3 separate regions of the Sus scrofa genome follow, and regions 1 and 3 are each linked to region 2. The links are chromatin contacts, called in public HiChIP or PLAC-seq maps. All regions are on one chromosome and are shown on one strand. The core of a region is the stretch at or near the end of the contact, and the rest is flanking DNA. Distances in the headings are between cores, read along the strand shown. Region 1 holds the start of RPS27L (40S ribosomal protein S27-like). Region 2 holds the start of RAB8B (ras-related protein Rab-8B). Region 3 overlaps RAB8B (ras-related protein Rab-8B).

The links. HiChIP or PLAC-seq counts read pairs in DNA pulled down with a chosen protein or histone mark.
Region 1: a contact with region 2 is called in an H3K27ac HiChIP or PLAC-seq map of alveolar macrophages. The contact joins the promoter of RPS27L here to the promoter of RAB8B in region 2. A contact is called at or near these places in 11 of 47 Hi-C or Micro-C datasets (alveolar macrophages, blood, brain and 6 more) and 2 of 2 datasets of contacts at active chromatin or transcription factors (alveolar macrophages and skeletal muscle).
Region 3: an H3K27ac HiChIP or PLAC-seq map of alveolar macrophages shows a contact between it and region 2. The contact joins the enhancer-like site here to the promoter of RAB8B in region 2. A contact is called at or near these places in 4 of 47 Hi-C or Micro-C datasets (alveolar macrophages, brain, embryonic fibroblasts and 1 more) and 2 of 2 datasets of contacts at active chromatin or transcription factors (alveolar macrophages and skeletal muscle).

What each region holds. Positions count from the first base shown.
Region 1 is chr1:108,878,471-108,883,281 of Sscrofa11.1, forward strand. RPS27L (40S ribosomal protein S27-like) reads left to right here and starts at 2,860. Exons shown (of 4, transcript XM_003480338.3): 1 at 2,860-3,187; 2 at 4,071-4,179. The coding sequence starts at 3,182.
Region 2 is chr1:108,837,099-108,842,035 of Sscrofa11.1, forward strand. It overlaps RAB8B (ras-related protein Rab-8B), which reads right to left and starts at 3,124. Exons shown (of 8, transcript XM_001929029.7): 1 at 2,902-3,124. The coding sequence starts at 3,025.
Region 3 is chr1:108,796,581-108,801,405 of Sscrofa11.1, forward strand. All of the region lies in intron 1 of RAB8B (ras-related protein Rab-8B), which reads right to left. Among named protein-coding and RNA genes, the nearest start is that of APH1B, 36 kb to the left of the region's middle. Within about 2 kb of position 3,386, at least 16 of the 83 cell types and tissues checked have an H3K27ac peak or open chromatin away from gene starts, as enhancers often do. A contact at or near this core is called in alveolar macrophages, where this site is marked.

The DNA.
Region 1 (4,811 bases), core at 1,610-4,109, 41 kb after region 2:
AGGCCGGCAGCTACAGATCCAATTTGACCGCTAGCCTGGGAACCTCCATATGCCCCAGGAGCGGCCCTAGAAAAGGCCAAAAAAAAAAAAAAAAAAAAAAGACAAAAAAAAAATCAACAGCAAACAAGTTGGGGAAAATATTTGCAACATCTATGATCATAGTTAATATCCTTAACATAAAAGGACTTTTTTTTTTTTTTTTTTGTATTTTTAGGGCCCCACCTGCAGCATATGGAGGTTCCCAGGCTAGGGGTCGAATTAGAGCTATAGCTGCTGGCCTACACCACAGCCACAGCAACGCCAGATCCAAGCCACACCTGCAAACTACACCACAGCTTGAGGCAACATTGGATCCTCAACCCACTGAGCAAGGCCAGGGATCAAATCTGCATCCTCATGGATGCTAGTCGGGTTCGTTTCCACTGAGCCATGATGGGAGCTCTGACAAAATTTTTAACGTGGTTAATTTTATGTGTATTTTACTACAATGAAAAATGGAGGGTAAAAGGATAGAAGTTATGCGCAAAGAGCTGAGATCTTGGATAGAAAGAAGAGATTGAGCTTACAGGGAAATTAATTTCCTTTATTTATTTGGCCTTGCTTGCAGCACGTGGAAGTTCCCAGGCCAGGAATCGGACAAGCCTCTGCAGTACAATGTCAGATACTTAGCCCACTGTGCCACAAGGAGATTTTGAATTTCCTTTACTACTCTGTCTTATCCCTGCAAGTGTTCAGAGACTTTCCAGATTAGTTCCCAAACTCTAGGATATGGTGAAGTTTTTGCTTCTTTTTGTTATCTATGGGAAAATAAGAAGACAGCCTAGTGAGTGTCTACAAAAAATTAAATGTTTTTGATGTTAAGAAAAGCCTGAGAGTAGTCTTTCATACCTGTTTGTTTCAGGTTTTTTTGTTTTTTTTTTCAATTGGTGATGATAGTGTAAGGTAAGTTTGCAAAGAAGAGAATGTGCACACACCTCTAAAATGTCTTCATTTGGCACACAAGTGAGCTGACAACACAACATAGTCCCTCCATTTAGGGGAAAATAATGACAAATCCAGACATTTGCAAAAAACTGCTCTCAATTTTCATGGATGACTTAACAGCAAAATTTCATTTACTATTCCATAATACATGGTATTCTGATAAAAATACCATTTCTTTCTTTTGGATTGACTGAGATAGGGAAAAAACATAATATCCAATAATGTCAAGGATGCAAAGAAAGGGGCATTCTCAAGCATTTATATCTGGATCGTAAATTGGTTTGACTTTCTGGAGAGTAAAAGTAATTTGGCAGTTTATATTATAAACCTTAAAATGTGCTGAACTTTTGATTCAGTAGTTCCTCCTTTAGGAATTTATCCTAAGGAAATAATCAAGATGGACAAGACTCAGCCACAAAAATGCTTCTTAGAGTGCTATTTCAATAGTGAAAAATTGGCAAATGGAGTACTATGTGTTAAGATTTGACAGAGCTGGTTGGTGGGTTGAGGGATCTTCATTATTGTATTCGTTTTCTATTTTCACTATAACAAATTGCCATAAAGTTAGTGGCTTTTTTATTTTATTGTCTTTTTGCCATTTCTTGGGCCGCTCCCACGGCACATGGAGGTTCCCAGGTTAGGAGTCTAATCGGAGCTTTAGCCACAGCAAGGAGGGATCAGAGCCGCATCTGCAACCTACACTGCAGCTCACCACAACGCCAGATCCTTAACCCACTGAGCAAGGCCAGGGATCAAACCTGCAACCTCATGGTTCCTAGTCAGATTCGTTAATCACTGAGCCACAATGGGAACTCCAAGCAATCTTAATTACACTTGCCATATAACCACACATTCTAGGGATGAAAACATTATCTTTGGAGGCTATGATTCTGCATATGCAATTGTATTAATCCATGTACTTATCTGTCTGAAAATATATTAACTAATATTTTCAATAGTATAAAAAAAACCCCAGCCCTAGTGTCCAATTTAGCGTATGGATGAAAAGAGGATTATTCACAGGATGAATGCTATGTGCCCATTAGAAGTCATAATGTAGGATAATATAGAGTGCCGGAGTGATGTTCATTATACAGTAATGGGGGGCAAGTCTATAAAAGAATATGCGCAAGAGATATGAATTACGTAAAACCAAACCCCAAACATATATGCAACTGACTAAAAAAATGTTTGGAAGGCTATAGGTCAAAATATTAAAATGTTTACTTCTCAACGGTGAGTTTAAATTTCTTCTCTTTTTCTTCACTTTCCTAAATGTGTATTACACATGGATTATTTTTTCGAAGAGAAATAAAAGCTGATCGAGAATGTCTATTTTGGACACTTTTCTGGTCAAGCGCCTCCCTGTTTTCTAAGCTTTTGATCAGACTCGCTCACACCCAATCCACAGGACTGTCCTCCTCAGCAAAAACATTTCAAGTCTGGCTATCGGTGACACTCAACCGTTTTTTCAGCCTGAGCTGTTCGCTCTGCAAAGTGTGATCCCCAGTATAGAAAGGAGAACAAAGCCCGGCAGCGAATCGGTGCTCGTTAAAACCGTTTTCAGGGCCAGGCAAACCCAAGGCACAGCAGCATCCCGCAAAGAATTTAACAACCGGTACCTTGGAAGCCAGATGAGCAAGTATACGAGTCTTTTATAATCTCACTGGCACATTTTAATGGTTTTAATTAATCACAGTTTTTAATACACACACGAACAGAACATAGGCATCTCCCACGTGCCCGCCCGCAGAGCGGCAGGAGAGTGGAGGGCTTGGCGTGGGGTTCTCGGACCAGCCACTCAGCGTGCCCAGCCAGGTCCGCTCTGCAGTGGTTGCCTGCGCTCCAGAGGCCCAACGTGGCTCCCTACCCGCCATACACCAGTTGAGCCTGGCCCCTGGCACCACCGGCCCGGTGTGAAGCTTTGAGGGCCGCGGCCCTAGCCTAGGGACGCGCTAGGATCTCGGGCTTTGGGAGCTCGGATGGGCGTGCCCCTCCGCACCTCCCCTAGACGGGTCGCGGGGATCGCGGCCGGAGCCCGCTCCCACCACCGAGAGGAGAGCCTAGAGTGGACGCGCCCGCCGCTCCTCCCAGCCTCCTCTATCCCGGAAGTTGACGCCGCGCTCCAGGTCGCGTGCGGCTCGCCGAGGGTATAGCATAGCTGTCTGGAAGGGCTGTGCTTTGCAAAAGGATCAACATGCCTGTGAGTTGTTTACTTTCAGGCTTCGCTTTGGTTTTGGCCGTCTCCATCGGCCGAGGGGTCCCTGGGGTGGGCTAGCTCGATGTCTCCGCGGGCCCCCGGGGTTCCCTGCCGATCGCGGCTCGGCAGCGCCGATCAAGCGGCTCTTTTCGCGCGTGGCGGACTTGTTGGGACTTGTCCGGGCGGCGCGGCGTGTCGGGCCCTGCTTGGGCGTGGAGCGCACGGTCTGGAGTCGGTGGCTGGGAGGGGACAGCTCCCGAGTAACTTAACTCTGCTCTCTTGGGTTCCGGTGCGCACCCGCGAGGCTTCTTGCTCTCCTTTCGCTTCGTGGTTCTTGCCTCCTCTGCCTTTTCCGTAGAAATTTCCTACTTGTTTCCTTTTTAAAAACTGTCTTCGCTGTTGCCATACACATTAACTCTATCTAGGACAGTCATGCGTCAGGCACTTAAGAGTTCTTGTCAGATCAGATGTTGAACCCTGGGGGCAGAAATCATCTCGATGTTGGCACTATCGGATCTACCTCGGCGATTTCTACTCTCGGCGGGTTCAGGGATCACGTTCTTACTTAACACCCGAGTTTTATTTTCACTGGAGACTGTTGTTAAAGTGAAGAAGAACGGCTCTGACCTTACCATATGTTTCCCGATCGTCGTAAAGCCCCTTTATGGGACTTGGAGAACACAAGCATTATAAAAAGTATTAGTGAAAGTTAACAGCCTTTAAACAATTTTATATATATATATATATATATATATGTAGAGAGAGAGAGCGCGCGCCTCTTCTGAGTATGACTGTTATTCTATTTTTGCATGTATATCTCGCCCATGATTAAATCTGCCAGAGTTGTGGTTTCATTCTAGTAGTAATAATATGCTTTTTTATTCAGTTGGCTAGAGATTTACTGCATCCTTCCTTGGAAGAGGAGAAGAAAAAACATAAAAAGAAACGTCTGGTTCAGAGTCCAAATTCTTACTTTATGGATGTAAAATGTCCAGGTAAAATTTCAAACCTTAATACTTTTTAAAGGAAAATTTCTGTAAGGATTATTTAGTGTGTTGTGTAGTGTTTAGATATAGGACCCTGGGTTGCATAGAAGTGGGATTAAATAATTGGAGTGTCATAAGGGTTATTTCCATAATAAACCACTGTGGAAACATTTGGGGGAGGGGTGTCAGAACATGGGACTCCAAAGCGGACATGATGTTTAACTTATTAAATCTTTAAGCTGTTCAGATGATGAGTTTTCTTTTTCAATATGCAGTGACAAGTATATTGATTCTTCAGTATAAAGCTGTGGGGCTCAACAGCATGGCCATTATTCAGGTGTAAACACTTCATGATTCTTTATTCGTATGTATTGGGAAATGATCATCACAATGTTTAGTTAATATCTGTCACCATGATTATAAAAATTTTTTTCTTATAAGAACTTTTAAGATATACTCTTAGCAATTTTCACATATTCAATACATTCAATACAGTATTATTAACTATAGCCACTATCATGCTGTATTTTAAAAAAAAAATTTTTTTTTAAGGCTGCACCTGTGTCATATGGAGGTTCCCATGCTAGGGGTTGAATCAGAGCAGCAGTTGCTGGCCCATACCACAGCCACAGCAATGCAGG
Region 2 (4,937 bases), core at 1,874-4,373:
CCACAAAACCGAATTTCAATCATTCAACGAAAAACAAAACCTACGCAAGATTCTACTCCTTCAGAATAAAAAGTACAGTTGTAAAAGGAAGCAGACACACACAACAGGTGGGACAAAAATTAAAAGACAAAAAAAAGAGGAAACTTATCAAAGTATTACAAACACTTTGTAATAAACCCAAATTACAAGGCAAAAGTCATTTAAAGAGCTTAACAGAAACAGCATCACTGAGATTCAGTCACTTTCAAATACAGGAGAATGCTTCTGGGGGGGTCACACACAGAAGGGACAAAGGGTGACCCATTCAACTAGTTAGAAACTGTCCTTTACCATCTGGATTTCAGTGTGCACTCAACAATGGAAAAGAGTTATTTGGGGTTTTGAAATTAGGAAAAAATTAACATCTTTTGGTTGCTGTAACAGCTCCTATCAAGTCTCTGAGGAATATACTTGAGACATTACATTTAAGATCTGCCTCCTGGGAGTTCCTGTCGTGGCGCAGTGGTTAACGAATCCGACTAGGAACCATGAGGTTGCGGGTTCGGCGTTGCTGTAAGCTGTGGTGTAGGTTGCAGACGCGGCTCGGATCCAGCGTTGCTGTGGCTCTGGTGTAGGCCGGTGGCTACAGCTCCGATTCAACCCCTAGCCTGGGAACCTCCAGATGCCGTGGGAGCAGCCCAAGAAATAGCAAAAAGACAAAAAAAAACAAAAAACAAACAAAAAAAACCCTGCCTCCTCAGAAAAGAAAAGGTCCCACTCAGGAATGACTGACAAGAAGTTGCAACCCAAACTCCCCTAAGCCCAGACATTAGAACACCAGGGAGGTTTCAGACCACTAAATCCATATGAAAGATACCACAACAAACAAATCACAGCCTCTCCTATTGCTTGGCTGAAGAGTGCTCCAAAGCCCAATATTCTTTTATTTTTTTTAGGGCCACAGGTGCTATATATATAAGTTCCCAAACCAGAGGTAGAATTGGAACTACAGCTGTCAGCCTACACCACAGCCACAGCAATATGGGATCTGAGTCGAGGGATCCTTAACCCACTGAGCAGCCAGGGATCGAACCCACATCCTCATGGATATTAGTTGGGTTCGTTTCTCCTGAGCCGTGACGGGAACTCCAATATTCTTATTTACAAATGATAAATTATCCTTAAAACATACAGATATGCAAATACACTCATTACCATAGCAGTAGCCCCCTAATAATTTCAGCAATTCATGGCAAAATATGCTGTAAGAATCATTTGAAAGATGCTTAACTGAGCTACCATTAGAAGCCACAAACAGGAGTTCCTGCAGTGGTTAACGAATCTGATTAGGAACCATGAGGTTGTGGGTTCAGTCCCTGCCCTTGCTCAGTGGGTTAAGGATCCGGCGTTGCCGTGAGCTGTGGTGTAGGTTGCAGACGCGGCTCGGATCCCGCGTTGCTGTGGCTCTGGCTGTGGCTCTGGCGTAGGCCGGTGGCTACAGCTCCGATTCAACCCCTAGCCTGGGAATCTCCATATGCCGAGGGAGCGGCCCAAGAAATAGCAAAAAAAATAAAAATAAAAAAAATAAAAAAAGAAGCCACAAACATCAACCAGACAACCAAGAGCTACCATTCTTAAGGAGCAGGTCACTTGAATAGGCAGAAAACCAGCTCTGATTTGCTCTTCTTCAGTTTACACTAAGTTAAGAGATCCTGTTACCTGAATACATCTTCGAAAAAGTAGGAAGGACAGCTCCTGGCCAAGACTGGAAAAATCAGAATCAACTGAAAGTAACTGGGGGGTATATGGCATGTTGTGATCCATTTAGCAAGTAATAACTAAAACCAAAGGAAAATGTACAGGGATGCAGATAGAACCTAAGATCAATTCCTCAGCTGAGAAGTTACTAAACCTTCAAGGCTAAGAATTTTGAAAATTGTCAAGTACAGCTTCTCAGGAGATAGTGAAGGAATGAACCAAATGTTCCTGACCACACCATTCCCAAAGTCACCAATTCTCTTAATGCTGATTTAACACTCACAGAATAATTTAAAACTCCATAGACAGTATCCCATTACTCGTCATTTTCTGCTCTTTCTCCTGCACTTTATCCAAAGAGAGAAAATGGTAACCAGTGCTCCCAGTTACTGGAGAAAGTCCTACTCTCCATTTCCTCACCCTTTCCCATCTCTGCTCCACTCAGCCTCTCTACTGTATATTCTGCTTCCCTTTTTCCTTTCTGTTTCACACTCAGCTCTCCTTTACTTTCTCCAACAAGTATCCTCATTCTATTCTGTCCTCTGGTGTCCTAAACTCTTCTCCTACCTGCAGTTTTCTTCTGCCCCTTCCCATGATATCTCTGACCAGATTTCTTGTAACCAGTGCCCCTCATCGCTCACCTCCTGATCACTCATTCCCCTGAATCCTGCTCGGATTCCCAGGTTCTCACCTCTCTTGTCCCTTGTGTCCTCTGTCCCTTTACTTCATGGACCTCCCATTCCCATTCCCCTAACCCTTCATTTCCCCCTTCACATTTCCTTCCTCCTTCCTGTCTTTCAATCCGTTTCACACCCACTACCCTTTATCTCTCTCCAGGAGGTTTCCTGTGTGCCCCCCCCACACACTTTGTCCCTCTAAGACGCCTCCCTGTCACACTCCCAACTCTCTCATTTCCCCAAATACCCCTAGTCCTGTTCCTCTGGTTCCCCTTCCCCTTCCTTTACCCCCAAGTTCCTCCCTTCAACCTCTCCCCCCACACACCAGCTCATGTCCCCGCCTGCCCCTTTCCCACGGACCTCGCCGCCCTGCCGTTCCCAGGGTCCCCTCCCTGGGGCTCCCGAGCCACCCCCCCGCACGCTCTCGGCCCCTCGCACCCGCCCCCCATTTCTCACTCCCCGTCCCCGGCCGCGTCCCCTCCCTCACCGATGGTGGAGATGAAGGTGGTGTTGAAGGCGTCCTCGGAAAAGCGGAATAGGAGGCAGGTCTTGCCCACGCCCGAGTCGCCGATCAGCAGCAGCTTGAACAGATAATCATACGTCTTCGCCATCTTCTCTCTCCGGCCCTCTGACCGGGGAGCGAAAGGAGCGGCAGAGAGAGGCGGGGAGGGTGCCGCGGGCCAGGGGGCGTGCCCGCTGAGCCACCGATCGCCCCGCCCCTCTCCCCGCCCCCTTCCTCGGAGACGGCCTGCGCGCCCCGCCCCTCGTGACCAATCCTCGGGGTTTTCGTCATCACCGCCGGTGCCCCCATGCTGTATGGGATCTGTAGTTCTTTGAGGAGCTACGGGCGTTCCCCCGGCAGGCTGTCCCCGGGCCCCCAGAGGATAAAAAGAAGATCCGTTCTGGGCGGGATGATTGGGGATTAGGCGTTTCCACTTGAGCTAAGATGTGAGGCCAGGTTTCCAACTCCGCAGGTCGCGCCACCGGAACTTAACTTCGTCTATTCTTTGTGTGCCAGCGCCTTTCAATTCCAGGACCTCGGAATCGGAGTCCTTCGGTTCCCTCATCTCTTCTACTGGGACCCAGAACTGAGATGCTTTCTCTCCTTCACGCTGCCGTGGCGCAGCCTGTGGATTATCTGCAGAGCGCCTTATCTGGCTTTTCCTGCAGTTCCTGCCCAGCACCACGTCTAAGCCCTCTCCTGCAGACCCTCAGTTATAGAGCTTGAAAAGAATGGTTGCCGTTCTAACTTGAACCCCACTCCTGTTCTCCTTACGCCTCCAGAGCAGAACCAAGTACAGTGGGTAATTTAGAGGATCTGCTGTGCATACCGCTTACCCCACTCCCCCACCACCCGCAGCAGGATGGACCAAAAAAAAAAAAAAAAAAAAATCGGGGAAATGAAATTTTTAAGGCTTCTGTTACAGGTCTTGCCCTATAAAATTGCAAGCATCGTGCAATAGAGGAACTACGAACATGAGAATCTAGAGGATAAGATTTGGATTTTGTCTTGTTTCAGCAGCTTACCAACACACAGGCTCTCTGCACCTCAGTTTTCTCATCTGAAAAAACAAGCTGTTTCATAGGGTTGTAGGAAAAAAATAAGTGAGGTACTGAATGTGAAAGCACTTTGAAATCCTCAAGGCATTGTAGAAATGTCGGTGATGATGGTTACCTTCTTCAGCCTTCTGTGGTTCTCTCTTAATGGATGACAAATGGAGGACAGCAGCCTTCTGTTATACCCAACTTAATCCTTTATTTACTGTCTTAGACTATTATTCTTTGTTTTGTGAATGTATGGGTCCAGGCCTCTCTCACTCACTAGTGGCAGAAACCCAACCCCTAATGAGGAGGGATTCTGCCTTTTGGCACAGGCTGAGCCTCCCTGCCCCTGCCAGTTCTTGAACACGTCTGTGAATCTGGCCTCAGCCAAGGCCGAAGAAATGTGGACAGCTCAGTACTATACCTTCCTCTTCGTTCTGGAAAAGAGGGGAGGAAAAAAAAAACCCTTCAAAGACCACGGGAATCTTCTTTCTTTTATAAAATATGTAGTGATTAAAATAACTTGTAGTTGCTCTAGCTACACACAATCATTGGCATTCTCTCTCTGTATGAATAAGAACCCACTGACTTGGGAATTCTTTTGTGCTAAAGCGGGTTAAGGATGTGGTGTTGTCACTGCAGCAGCTTGGGTAGCTGCAATGGCGTGGATTTAATCCCTGGCCTGGGAACTTTCATATGCCGTGGGCATGGCCAAAAAAATTTTTTAAAAGAACACACTGATGTGGCAAAGAACTGAAATTCATAAGAGAAGCTAGGGTTAGGAATTTTAAAGTCCCTAAGTTTCCTTAGGGGAATTTTGTTAATTGATGGAAATTTTAAAAAGTTTTTTTTAGTCTTGTTTTCACTTCCCCAGTTTTTTCTATTAGCAAATATATATATCATTGGGACTTTCTAGCTAATAAGTCTATGCACCACTGTTGAACCATTCAAGCATTTTGATATATTGACACTACTTCGAGA
Region 3 (4,825 bases), core at 2,136-4,635, 40 kb before region 2:
TAAGGATGCTGAGAAATCCTATTGCAGTAAGAAAAGGAAGACCTCTATATTATAATTAATTTGATAGTAATGGCAGTAGGATACAGAGTACATTAACACTCACTCTAAAGGAAAGACAACTTCCCGAGGCTACTCCAAGGTTAAAAGAATAGCCAGTCATAAGAATAATAATATAATGATATCAATCAGGATGCTTTCTACTGCAAATAACAGAAACCTCACATCAAACTATCTTAAGGTAATTTGTTGACTCAGAGGACAAGTCCAGTTGTGAGTTCAGAGACGGCTCCATCCAATAGTTCCGGCTCATTTCTCTGTACCTCCTTTGGCTCTGCCCTCATGGGAGTATCCGTTTCATCCTCTGCCTGAAAGCAGTTCCTGACTACAGCAGCAATACTGAGCAGAAAAGGCATCAGCTTCCTGTGCCTCTCTCTTAAAAGTGAGGAAATATTTCCCCAAGCCTCCTCTCCTCCACGTCTCATTTCTGGATTTATAACCATGGGAATGTCATGTTCTGGGGAACAAGGCTGAGTTTCAGAACTAATTACTGCCACAGGGCAGTTAGCAAGAGAGGATTAATCTAAACCCAGCCCTAAATTTAGATTAATCAAGGCCCATCCCCGGAGCTGGGTCACCCTCCTGACCTACAAGGCTGCTAAAAATAGAAGAGAGAGAGGAAAAGCTGTTAAATCAATCATAATTATCTGTTAGAATAATACAAATTTAAGAATATTTTTATTCATAGTTACATGAATGGAAAAATTATAACAGTTATCACTACTATCCTAGCATGAATGTTATTAATTTTATAACTCCAGTACTTCTCTGAAAGTACTTCTGCCTAGAGTTCAGCCACGAACAAGAGAACATGAAACAGGAACTGCCACATCTCTGGGCTACAGCATGATGTTCACTGCTGGGAGGGTCCCCAAGGCCACGGCTCCAAAGACCCGACTTGCACTCTAGCCCCAACTGATGAGGGATCGCAGAGGAGGAGGCAGCGCATCAGCAGCAGCAAGAACCACAGCCCATCCTGGCAGTAAGGGAGCAACTTTTTTTTTTCCCTTTAAGGACTCTACAATTTCAAAAATACAGCTTCTGAAGGGCATTATATTTAGGGTCAAAAAGCCCTTTGTATTTCAATAGCATTTTAGAAAGCATCATTTTTTGGCAGCACATAATACGATAATTCATGTTCAAAATGACAACCCTGAGTCATCCCACCTCATGAGCCATCCATGGGCCAGCAGGCTGCATGCAGCCCATCCAGCCAGAAGCACAGGCAACAGTCTACTACTCTCAAAAGATAAAAGCCCACTGTTGCTTCCATGTTGCTTGAATATGCCCTGATACTAATTTCTTGATGGCTTTAAAGAAGCACCAATTTTCTCATTAATATTTCTATCATAAAATAGAAAATCTAAATCATAAGAAAACATTCCCATGAGACCCAAAGCCATTTTTCATTCTGAATTTAAACACACACATTCTCTAATAGATTTTTACTTTTTCTAAATTGATTCTCACACTAAGAGTTGCTCATCACTGATACATATTATGTATCATAAGGAGGCAGGGAAGCAAGTATGAAAAGAATCATAGAATTCTAGGCCTGTAAAGTAGCTTAGTGATCATTTTGCCCCAGCCTCTCTCTGCGCCAAAGAAAACTGGAGGAGATGCAGCAAGACACAGCAACTTACCCAGATTCACAAAGCCCAATTCAGAATGGGGTTAGGACCAACTTTTGGCAGTTAAAGATCAGGCCTTCCTGAAGAGATTGTACCAGAATGTCCATGTCTCCCTGAGGAGGCCTCCTCTTGAAGGGCCATAGCAAAACACGAGCCACAAGAGAAATGCCCACCAGGAGGAAGACAGCATGCTCCATAAGGAAAGACCAGGGAGCAGTGAGCAAAAGCCATGTGTATCAACACTGAGTGACTCTCACAACAATGACAAGTGAAAAGAGCAACTGCAGAAATGCACAGAGTCAAACCATTTCTGTAAAACTTCAATACCAAAAACAACAGTATGTATCATTTATACATCCACCCATGTGTAATTAAAGTATTTTAAAATGTGGGCGTTCCCACATTTTACGTTCCCACATAGTGGCACAGCAGATTAAGGATCCAGCATTGTCACTACTTGTGGTGTGAGTTTGATCCCTGGCCCGGGAACTTCTGCATGTCGCAGGCGTGGTCAAAACCAAACAAAAACAAGTATGTTAAAATGCATGAGAATGATTATGAACAAAATCAAAATAGCTGTTTTTTTCTGGAGAGAAATAGAAAAGGATAGATTAGGGAGGGGTTCATGGAGACTTGGACTCAATTTATTATTTCTAAAAGTGAGTGGTGATACATGGACATGGGAATGTTTTATATTAGGTAGATTTTTGTATGCCTGAAATTGTTCATACTTCTAAAAAAGCAATGATTAGTTACCTGGAAAAATGGCCTAAGGAGAGAGGCACATGGCAGAAGAAAAAAAAAAAATTTTACAGGCATCTGAGAAGATTCAGCCTAGGGAAAAGCAAGCACCACTCCCTCTCCAACTTGTTCAATATACAGAGGGCCTTGGTGACCAGCTATGGGGGGATAGCAAGACCAAATCAGGTTCAGAAAGTGAGGGGGCAGATGAGGGGCTTGGGGTAGCAAGGAGTTCTGGCCACTCAGATTTCCAGTGGGGGTTCAAGGACATTTTCTTCCCTGCCTGGAAGAAAAGGAGCTTCCATTTAGGCCAAGGACCATCAAAGAATGCACATGTGGTCACTGCTGGCAGTGGCACTGTAGGAGGGGAACAAAGGAACTCTGATTTTCCATCAGAAGAGGTTCAGGCTGGGGGAATCGGGTGGGGCGGGGTGCCATGCACCTCTGAGTGGTTTTTGAGGCCTCTGTATGGTTCAGGGTAACCCACAGGAACAAGAGCTGGCAGAGCTGGCACTGGGGCTCTACCGAGGGGATAAGGGACTAAGCACTTGCCCAAAGCACTGCTTAGCAGTTAGTTCTCAGAAACCAGAGGTGTACTTGGAGGCAGCTGAGGGAGGGCTCGGCTAGTAAAATAAAGAGGAGGAAACTCTGAATCTGGCCCAAGTCCACAGTTAACAGACCTTAGAGAGAAAGGGAGCTTGGAATGAGTGGTCTTGTGCTTCCTTTCCTTCTGCAAATATGACATGATTTAACATGGAGAATGAACAGATGGACAAAGTTCTTTCACACGGAAGTCAAATTACTCAGCCAACAGATATAAAACATAACCTTCTCAGTTTCAAGAGAATGGGGAGGTGGCCAGGGTTTGTAAATGGGCTAAAGGGTACCACCGCTGGAGTGTGGGAAAAACCACGAGGAGAGACTAACTCTCTGGGGCCAGCCAGTTGTCTTGACCTTCAGCAAGCTGTGACCCGATGCATTTTTGCTCTGCGGGTGCTGGAGCTTAGAACACACTCTGCTCTCTCTTCATCTCAGGTTGCTTGGGGAAGTTTGCTGCCTGGCCCAGGAAATTTGGGGGTGGAGAAACAGTAGGGACCCTCCTTCAACTGAGGTTTTAAACATGAGATTCCCACTGATACTCTTCTAAAAGTCTTAATGTGGCTAAAGGCAAGAGAGCCATGGGGAAAAAAAATCAGATTTCTGGAACATTTAGCCTTTTGATGAATGGCAATGTAAGACTGCAATGCGTGGTTTTAACCCCATGACACACATCAAGCGAGAAAAAACAAGGGTCATCTATCCCCTCTGACCTACTTTAAGAAGCAGAAGTTTTAACACTGTGCTTTTACAGTTAAAAAGAAAAAAATGTACTTTGTTGCAACAGTACATTTGGGAACAACAAACATCTATGATTCCAGGCTCTCTGAATATGAGTTATGCAGTTTGTCTATTTACATTTCAGAGATATTCCATAAATAGAAAAGAAAAAGTTTCTCAAATATTGAAATCCACTTTAAAGAAATGCTACATTCATTTCCTTACTCAAGATTTGTATTATTAATGATGAGGATATAGTGTAGATGGATCCTGCCAGTTTTGAAACTTTAACAATCATATTTTGCTTATGCTTTTTCTGTGGACTTTTACATATGGAGAATAATAAAATTTTAGAGTGGTTGACTTTAGGATAATTAGGTAAAAATTCCTAATTGGAAAAACAGATTAGTGAAATAGGAAAAAATATAAGCCATAGATTGAAGCTTTAAAACATTATTTTTCCAAAATAAAGGACTTGGAAAAAAAAGTATAAAAGTAAAAACAAAATTTAAGCATGTTGTGACTCCGTGGTAATGAACCCAACTGGTATCCAAGAGGACTTGGGTTTGATCCCTGGCATCACTCAGTGGGTTAAGGATCTGGCATTGCTATGAGCTGTGTTGTAGATCTTGGATGAAGCTCAGATCTGGCATTGCTGTGGCTGTGGCATAAATCAGCAGCTACAGCTTCAATTTGACACCTAGCCTGGGAACTTCCATATGCCATGGGTTTGGCCCTAAAAAAAAAAAAAAGAATGTTACTTAGATTGAAAGAGAGGTTTATTTGTTTATTTATTTTTTATTTGTTTATTTGTGGGGGTTTTTGGGGTGGGGGGAGTTCCTGAGTCAGGAATCTAACTTGCGCCACAGGAGTAACCAGAGCCACAGCAGTGACAAAGCTGAATCCTTAACCCACTGACCCACAAGGGAACTCCCAACATTTTTTTTTTCCCCAGCCACACCTACAGCATATGGATATTCCCAGGCTAGGGGTCGAATTGGAGCTGCACCTGCTGGCCTACACCACAGCCACAGCAATACCAGATCCGAGCCTCATCCAAGACCTATACCACAACTTGT